Regions from separate parts of the Zea mays genome. Here region 1 is linked to region 2. Evidence: chromatin contacts called from public Hi-C data. All regions are on one chromosome and are shown on one strand. Each heading gives the region's core, a stretch centred on a gene start, on an enhancer-like site or on the middle of the called end of the contact. The rest is flanking DNA. Distances are from core to core; before and after follow the strand shown. Region 1 holds the start of LOC100273297 (putative glutathione peroxidase). Region 2 holds the start of LOC103646088.

Region 1 (5,032 bases), core at 1,631-4,130, 200 kb before region 2:
CAAAAAGTTGCGTCCAGAAGGAAACCACATGTGGCCGGAAGCAAGGGAATTTATTTCAGTAACCGGGCAAGGCGTCAAGGCGGAGGTTAGTGGCAAGAGTGTCATCGTGGGGAACAAAGGCCTCATGCTGTCCTCTGGCATTGGTATCCCCTTGGAAGCTTCAGAAATCCTCGTGGAAGAGGAGGGGAAGGCAAGGACAGGGATTATCGTGGCAGTGGACCGAGAAGTGGCGGGCGTAATCTCTGTATCCGATCCGACAAAACCAAACGCCCTCCAAGTGATATCGTACCTCAAGTCCATGAACGTGGAGAGCATAATGGTGACCGGCGACAACTGGGGGACGGCTAATGCTATCGGCCGAGAGGTTGGCATCGAGAAGATAATCGCTGAAGCGAAACCGGAGCAGAAGGCCGAGAGGGTGAAGGAACTCCAGGTGAGGTATCTATCCGGTGTTTCGTTTCCTTTTGTACTCGTTTCCAAGAGCGCTCTGGACTCTGGTCCAGTTAATTACTAGTACGTAGCTTCTCCTGAGTCCTGACACAAACTGTCGCAGCTGTCTGGAAGGACCGTGGCGATGGTTGGCGACGGGATCAACGACTCCCCCGCGCTCGTCTCGGCCGACGTGGGGCTGGCGATAGGCGCGGGGACGGACGTCGCCATCGAGGCTGCGGACATCGTGCTCATGAAGAGCAACCTGGAGGACGTGGTGACCGCCATCGACCTGTCCAGGAAGGCCTTCTTCCGCATACGGATGAACTACGTCTGGGCGCTCGGGTACAACGTCGTCGGCATCCCGATCGCTGCGGGGGTGCTCTTCCCGTCCACCGGGTTCCGCCTGCCGCCGTGGGTCGCCGGCGCTGCGATGGCGGCCTCGTCCGTCAGCGTCGTCTGCTGGTCCCTGCTGCTGAGGTACTACAAGGCTCCGAAGATTGCCGGCACAGCTAAAGAAATTGGAATTACTACCCTGTAGGCAGGTATCACTGGCACTGCTGCTGGAACGGGAAGGTTGTGGCTGGCTGCTAAGTGCTAACAATCGCTGAAACAGAAGTCTAAAAAGAATCGCTGGAACAAGCAAGCTGTACATATGTGTTACAAGTATATATACGGCGATGCTAAGTGAAGTGGTGGTGTAACGTAAGTACTGCTACTGATCTGCCATCGTTGCATGGATGTATACCGTTTTCTTTTCCTCTCGAAATGAAAAGTGGTCCTATGGCACACTACTGCTATGATGGGGCCTGAATAATTTTGAATCAATATCGCATGACCAGCACGAGCATGGTATTGGTATCTTCAGGCTTGGCTCTTGCTCCGCCCCAAGAAGCGTCCACGGAGGCCACTCGAACAAAAGTGGAAGCCGATGGGGATCATATTCGATGAAAAGCAGAGAAAAGCTGGTGCTCGGTGATGATGGAATCCACCGGCACGTTGTTTCGTTTTCGTCTGCGTGGCCAATGTTAATTAGCTACCGAACTAAAATCGTTCACACACAACAAAACAAAAAGTGAGAAACGCACTTGTCGCAGCGGAAAGAAGATCATGATAAGGCGGCAATTTTTGCTTCCACCGCCGACGACACACGATCATGATCTATACGACCAACCGCGCGCGCGGTCCCGTCCATGACCGACACGACGCACCCGATGCCCGATGGCATCGAAGCAATTTGCTTTTTCTGGTTGTTGCTGCGTCGACCTACCTGACGTGACGCGGTATGCATTCGTTGCTCCCGTACGAAATCATCGAAGCAATTTTTTTCTGGCATGAACCGTAGGGCGCCGCTGCTGCCCAAAAACTCGCCAGTCTACATTTGTTACGCCTACTGCCTGCTGTGTGAGTTCCAGAAGATACTCAGGTTGTCGAAACGCGATGCGTTCAAATACAAACGCTGTGCGACCGGAACACGCAAAAGCAATGCATCCGCGTCACTGCGTCAGGGAGTAGCTCAGCGTCTCACCACCAATCGACGTGCCTTGACGGCCACCGCGCACGAACATATGGCCTCACACGGTCCTTCTTCTCGCAGCCCAAGGGCCCGGCCGCTTCCAGAAGCTGTGCGCGTGTTTCACACTAGTTCCAACCGTGAACGGGCTGCGGGGAGGCGGAAACATGGGTAGCATTTTCGGTTCGTCGGCCCAGCTAGTGAGCACCCGCCCGTCTCAGCCTAAGCCCAGTATTCGTCCCGTAGTACAATCAAATTTACAGCAAATATTCTTTATATTTATATACTTAAATCAAGCTACTATAAATATATGCTTTATAATTACTTCATAACATTTAATTTATATAATAAATGTTATTGTTTTTTATAATTCTAATTAAACTCGTTTCCTATTTTCTAAAATACTCCATTTATCATTCTCATTTTTTTTAAAAAAAACAACAACTATTTTAGCTTTAATTATATACAATATTAAGATTTAATAGATGTTTGAATCTAATTCTATATAGTAAATTAATTCGAAGAAACCAATATTATTAATGTTTATTGCATACATAATTAAATTTATAAAAGTTTAAATTACAATAACAATTATTTTTAAGAAGAAGGGGAGTTTATCATTTGGTTTCGACTTTCGTACGAGAATTGCATTCGTACAACCGCAGCCGAGACGGTTGACCAACGCTGCCACGATTCCGTCCACACGCCGACGCGGCGGGCTCCTGGCCGACGAGCACTCCCCTCCGAACGCCGCGTTGGCCGGCCCCGCCCCACGAGGCCACGATGCAGTAGCAGCGTTCACACCATCTGTCTGTCTCAAGTGTCACGGCGTCCGTCATTCGATTCAACCCCCAACCCCCCATGGGCCTGGCCGTATAAATCAACCGCCGGTGAAGTCTAGTCGTCTCGTCGCTCGGTCCACCACCTCAGCTCCGCCGCTTGCCCGCTTTTGCTCTCTCCCTCCCGGCTCTCGGCTTCTTCTACACGCTACCGTCTCACAGCCGTAAACGCCCCTCCCGGATCCCGCTAGTTCGCCACCGCCGCCCGCCCGCCCGCCGTTCGCCTCATCATGGCCGCCTCGTCGACCGCCACCTCCGTCCACGACTTCATCGTCAAGGTCAGTCCCATTCCCCTCGTCGCCCTCTCAACCCCTAAACGCCTCCGTGCGTAGATTCCAGAGGTGGTACGATCATAGGCCCTCTGAACCCCAAAACGTCTCTGTGCGTAGATTCCAGAGGTGATAGGATCATAGGACCCCCGTAAATCCGTAATATTTTGCATGGATCGCTTGCTTTGCGTGCGGCGTGCCCCGGAGCTGCAAGCTCGAGGCCACTGTGCTGTGCTTAGTCCGGGATTGGGGCTTTATGGTTCCTGATTCGTGCGGAGCTCTTAGTGTGAATTTCGCTGTCGAACCGTGTGATTTGGCTTGCAAAATGACTGGATTTGCTAACCCTTACCTAGCGGTTTTTGCCGAATTTTTAGAAGAGTAGATGCCGCGGCTTATGTTTTTGCAGAGGAGTCTAATTATCGCCTTCTGCTTGCTGCTCGTCTGCAGGATGCGAGCGGCAAAGACGTTGACCTCAGCACCTACAAGGGGAAGGTTCTTCTCATTGTTAACGTCGCATCCCAGTGGTATGAATCATCTGCAGCAGAAACTTTTCTAATCTTCTTACTATTTGTGATTGTTTGGCCCATGGCAAAAGCGTATCAGTAAGGTCGTTGGTGTCTTCTACTACGAGGACATATCCTGTGCAATCACTTATCCTGGTGCAAGCGTGCAATCAAGCGATCTGGTGCATCCGATCTAGATCTAACGGTTTCCAGGGCCGTCCCTGTGGGGGTGCCAAGGGTGCAGCCGCACCGGGCCCCCAAAAATAGAGGGCCCCGTAGCCACTGTACGGTAGTATTTTTTCCTATTAAACTTATCTATTATAGACACAAATACGTAAAGTGTGATGCGTTATCGAGCTATCAACTAGTCTCGTTTATATTCTTAAACTGTCTCAATTACTTATCCAATACCCATCCGTTTCAAAATAGTATTTGTTTTAGTTCTTAATTTTTATGTTTATATTGATGATGATAAATCCACTAAAGAAGCAAAACAAATTCTATTTTGATATAGGGAGAGTATTATAAACTATACATATGATGGTTGCTTTGGCAGAGAGAAGCTTTTTAAAATTGAAATATTTTTGTGAACTATTTTTGATCAACAATAACTCAAGAGATGTTAAATGGCTTGGTGATTCTATATATCGAAAAAAGTTGTTGGATGAGATTGATCTCAATGATAGAAGAGATGACTTTGTATCACAAAATGTTAAAAGATATTTTTAATAATATGAGATAACAAGTGTTTTTGCTATATTTTACATTTGTTATCTTGTAAACTTTAAAATAGTGCATAATAATTTTTATATATTAAATATTTGATAATATATATAATTATATATATATGTGGATGGGCCTCGATATCGGATTTCGCACCGGGCCCCTGAAAAGTCAGGAACGGCCCTGACGGTTTCATATGGAAGGGGTTAAAAGTAAAATATGTACTATGTTTTAGGTGGAAGGGGTTACATATAAAATAACAGTCATCATTAGATCTAGATCGGATGCACCAGATCGCTTGATTGCACGCTTGCACCAGGATAAGTGATTGCACAGGATATGTCCTCTTCTACTACCTGGAATCAGTTGTTCCTATACTTGATATAAAATATTGGTTTTATCTGTGCTTACTTATTTCACTGTCAGACGTAGACATCTTTTGTTTACAGTGTATAGGAAAACATTATTCTGTACACTGCTAATTGCTGCACTGTGACCGATTATTTCAGTGGCTTAACCAACTCCAACTACACTGAGCTGGCCCAGCTCTATGAGAAGTACAAGGACCAAGGTGTGTCCTTAATCCATTGCTTTTTGTATATTCTTAATCTTGTAATGCTTATCTGTGTTCTCATGGGCATATGCATTATTGGTTTATTTTATCCAACTATTGGTTGTTCGTCAATCTAAACAATTCCGGTTGTTGGGGATGCTAATTGCTAAGCACAATTGCTAAATTGTGATCTTTGCAGGCTT
Region 2 (4,444 bases), core at 712-3,211:
ACCCAAATATATTACACCCTAGCTCGACATTTTCTTTCCAAATAATGTAATTTACTTACTACAATAAAATACATAATTTAGGATTTAACTGTTAGAGAGTGTAATTTGTTTTTAACACCCTAAACACTTTAAATAATGTTGTATTTAGTCACCTTGTTGGAGATGTTTTAGCTATTAGTTTTAGATGTTTGAAACAGTACCAGGAGAATTAGGCACAATGAAAAAAATAATAACAAGACATGCATGAAAGGCAATAATAACAAGACACACGGCGAATGCATGCATATTGCATATATACCTTGGCCAGGAGCGCGCGGGGGAAGTCCTTGCTGCCGGCGAGGTGCGCGTTGCACAGCCAGACATGCTCGTTGCTCGCGGAACTCCTGCCGGGCAAGCTGTGGCAGAACGCAACGCCATGGCAGACAGAGCCGGTCACGAACAGATTGGGGGAAAAAAAGATGTTGTCATCGATCGGTTACCCTTGGCCAGGCAGGAAGGCGTAGGTCATGCAGATCACGTAGTACCACTCGGTGTCCCCGAGGTCCTCCGGCGACAGCGAGCCCACCGGCCGCGCCGCGCGGCGGTCGCACTCGCCGGACTGGAGGGCCTCGTAGAGCTCCCGGAGCTGCTCGCTCCTCTGCATGAGCAGCTGGTCGGCTGTCAGCTCCACGGAGTGGGAGATCTTACGCGTCTTCACCTCGCCATTGTAGAACCCGTCCGTCCACGTCAGCACCCTGCAACCATATTTTCTCTTGTCCTTACCTTATATGGTCCACCTTTTTCTTTGCATCAGAATATCATATGATGATGCGCCCGGAGGCAGAGAGGGTAGGGACGAGAAAGACGCGGGTGAGGTGGAGGCGGCGATGACACCGCCTGAGCAGGTGGCAGCGGAGGCGGCCAGACCAGGTTAGAGCGGGGGCGAGCACGGCCACGACGGCGGTGAGAGGAGGGGGAAAAGAGGTCGCCGCTGGTGTAGTAGGCTGAGTTTCTCGCCGGCCAAGGCGGGGCGATGGGCGGCAGGCGGCGCGCGGTTGCGTTGTCGGGACTCGGGAGAAGGAAGAAGATGTGGAAAAAAAAACGAATGCAGATTCAAAAAGCAACCATTTTGCGGAAAAGCGATAACTACAATCGCATCACGGGATCCGACTTTCTTTATTTCATATGTATGCGGTATGTATGTATCAGGCAAACGATGTGAGGATCATTCATCAGAGTTGTAGAAAACTGCCAGACAGATTATAGATTATCAGGACTTCAATTTACCGTGGTCGTTGAGTGCTTGAAATGGACCAGAAGAGGGAATAGCTCCAGTTGATGCTCCTCGCGGCTGCAGCAAGCTGCTTCCTCAACGGCCTCCCAGCAGGCTGCAGCAGTTCTTCCTGAGCCGGGCAAGCTGAGAGCGCCATCACGCGCCTTACTAATCCTTCACGCAAGCAAGAAGCCAGAAACGCATATCACGCTATAAAGAGACGGTGAAGAAGATCAGAAGAGTATATAATTCCAGCTCGTGCAATTTGGAAGTAGCCATTTCCATTTCGTGCCTGACACTGCTAGCTAGTCTGTACTCTGTAGAGAGGCTCTATGCGAAGGAACCTAGCTAGTTATAGCTGCACAAAAGGGACAGAGAGAGTACAACAACTCGATTCTAGATCGGTATCGCTTAATATCTAGGAGTACTGATCATCCAGTCATCCAGAAGCAACGAAACAATGCAAAAAGCTTTCGTACGTGTGCAAAGACCAAAGATTAGGCAAGAATCGGAGGAGGAGCTCACCTCCGCTCCCCGCTACGCTGTACGTACGTGTGCAATGCAAGCAGGCATATATATATAGCCACCCACATACACTCTCTGTGGCAATGGTGACCTCGGTGGCTACTGAGGAACGGGGGGACGAATATATGACTACAGGTATGCCACGAGCCTTGGAATCCGAGATGGGTTTGTGGACGGAGCTCCAAAGTGACCGAGCAAGACGGCGACGCAACAAGTATAGCACAAGCTCCGGCATGAAACAACGTACGCATTTATTATGTTGTGTAAACTATTAAGGTAACGTGCAAGCGTAAAGATACCTATAAGATTTGTTTGGTTGGACTGTGGCGGTGAAAAAAAGTTGTTGCGAGAGGAAAAGCTATTGTGAAATGTGAGTTGTATAAAAAGCTAAAAAGCATTTGATAAAACCACTAAAATTTCTTCTATATATATTTAGACAGTTCTACCTAAAAGCCACTAAAAATAGGTTTAAAGGTGCTTTTAGTTTTACGTTGTGAGAAAGTCGACTTTTGAAAAAAGCCACTTACTCGACTAAGCCTTTTGATTTGCCTTTTGAGTTTGAGAGGGCAAAAGTCAAAGCAAAAAATCAAACCAAACACATCCTTAACGCAAAGTTGTATATGGCTACTATATATATGTTCCCTATTTCCTATCACGAAATTTAAAAAGTGCGTGTCATATAGACCCAATAGTCAGTCTCAAACCTCCTTTTTTAGGCTCCTCAATTTGTGTTTTACTCTTATCTTAATTGCTAATTAAATATATTAGCACTTATCTAATTTCAAATGTGTCCTCAATTTGAGTTCTTCTATGGACCCAAGGTGTCGGTGTTTTGGGTCCGACCGCACACCCGGGGTTGCCCCTCAAGGTGTTTTTAGGAGTAGGACGGTGTCGACGACTGTAGCAAAATGGTTCGTGCCAGTTGCACGAGGGACAGTGGACAATGTTTACAGGTTCGGGCCGCTTAGAGATACGTAACACCCTACGTCCTGGCGAGTATGCTTGGTGAATGAGGTTACAAGAGAGCTCTCCGAATTGAGAATGCAGAGAGTTGAAGTGGGTGGCTAAGTAATAGGGTCGACCAATCTGAAGGGGTGCCCTCTAGGCCTTATATACTCGACCGTGGGGCAATACACGTGGATATGATAACAATGCGTAGCTAAAGGATCAGCAATTGTTTGAGTTTATCTCCCTGTAGTCCTGCCGACCTATCCTCGCATGGCTCCGTTGCATGGGGGCTCCAACGCGGGAAAGTCGGATCTCTGTTGTGGTCGCTCGCTCGACGTTGTGGGCCATCCAGGTTTGCACCAATCCGGCCTCGTGTCAATCTGCTTTGTTGATTGTTCCTCCCCAGGCCCACGAAAGAATGACCTTACGATTTATTGGGCCCTTGGGCCTTTCGTGAGGTCTTTTACTCTTTTAGTGGACCCGGGGGATATCTGTCCCCCACAAGCCCCCGATCTTTGGGTTAATTTAGAGGTAATCAGCCCAAAGATCCCAGGTCCAGCTTGCAGGCGATTTGAAGAGAACGACTTCTTACTGTCTCCTCCTGCTTTGATCTCTCGTAAACCGAAGCTTTGTTTCGTGCTTGTGCCTTAGAGGTCGGCATTTCGTTTTGTAGGACCCTGAACTTCATTGGGTGCACCGGAGGTGCACCCAATGGGTGTAGCCCCCGAGCTTCGAGTAGATTTTAGAAAATAATCTACTCGAAGGTCTTCACCAGAAATTATTTCCATTTTTACTCCTGCGTTTTGGTTGAGGGCCAGCATTGTCTTTAATCTTGTCCCATGCCTTAGAAGTCGGCACTATCTTGGCTTGGAATGATGATCCATGGGGTGCACCGAAGGTGCACCCAATGGGTGTAGCCCCCGACCTTCAAGTGGATTTTTGAGGATAATCCATTCGAAGGTCTTCCTTTTGTGTCTTTTTGCTGAAGATTATCCTTTCTGCTTGTAAAAATCGGCATGATGCCATCCGCATTATGCTTTGGAGGTCAGCATTATGTCATCAATATTATGCTTCAGAGGTCAGCATGTATTTTGTCTTTTGCAGCCGAGTTCGCAATCCATCCATATCTTGCTAGGTAGTGTAATTTATTTGCTCTGCGACTGATTAGACATTTGATAGACATTCTCTGTCTAGTCTTCACGTCGCTTCTGTCGGCCATATTTTGTACTTCACTGGCTATATTTGGCTTTCCTCTGATCCTTACTGATATCTCATTTTTGTCTTGAGGTATTCACTGCATGCCCTGCATAGATGTGACCGTTTTGAAAAATATACTGATAATTCCTGGGCGTCCCCAATGGGTGTGGGCAAGGGACGGCTTGGTACGCTAAGTGTTTTAGCCGGCTGCTTCTGAGTAGTAATGTGATGTGACGGCGGGTGTAATCATATCCTCCGCGCTGTTGACTGGAGTCCCAATGGGTGTTGTGTTGCATGAAACGGCGTCAGCCGCCTGACGTGTCTTCAGACGGGTTGAAGTGCTTATTGAAGGCTTTGCGATTGTTCAGTGACCGCGGTTGGAGGTGAGCGGTTGCCTTCTCCTTCTATAAATAATGTCGTTGTCTCTCCGGCTTTTCCACATCTCTTGCTGTTCTCCGTTGCTTGCTTTTCTTCTCTTCCTTTCGCTTCCACCATGGGCAAGAACAACAAGTGCAAGCGTGA

The links. A called contact is a pair of places that touch in the nucleus more often than the background predicts.
Region 1: a contact with region 2 is called in a Hi-C map of tassel, with 2.2 times the contacts expected there. The contact joins the promoter of LOC100273297 here to the promoter of LOC103646088 in region 2. A contact is called at or near these places in 2 of 25 Hi-C or Micro-C datasets (ear and tassel).

The regions. Positions count from the first base shown.
Region 1 is chr2:20,016,951-20,021,982 of Zm-B73-REFERENCE-NAM-5.0, reverse strand. It overlaps LOC100273297 (putative glutathione peroxidase), which reads left to right and starts at 2,880. Exons shown (of 6, transcript NM_001147738.1): 1 at 2,880-3,059; 2 at 3,498-3,574; 3 at 4,786-4,847; 4 at 5,029-5,032. The coding sequence starts at 3,012. LOC100274413 (Putative ATP dependent copper transporter) reads left to right here. Exons shown (of 6, transcript NM_001360589.1): 5 at 1-433; 6 at 554-1,228. The coding sequence ends at 970.
Region 2 is chr2:19,820,205-19,824,648 of Zm-B73-REFERENCE-NAM-5.0, reverse strand. It overlaps LOC103646088, which reads right to left and starts at 1,961. Exons shown (of 7, transcript XM_008670815.3): 1 at 1,778-1,961; 2 at 1,267-1,426; 3 at 480-734; 4 at 299-395. The coding sequence starts at 1,409.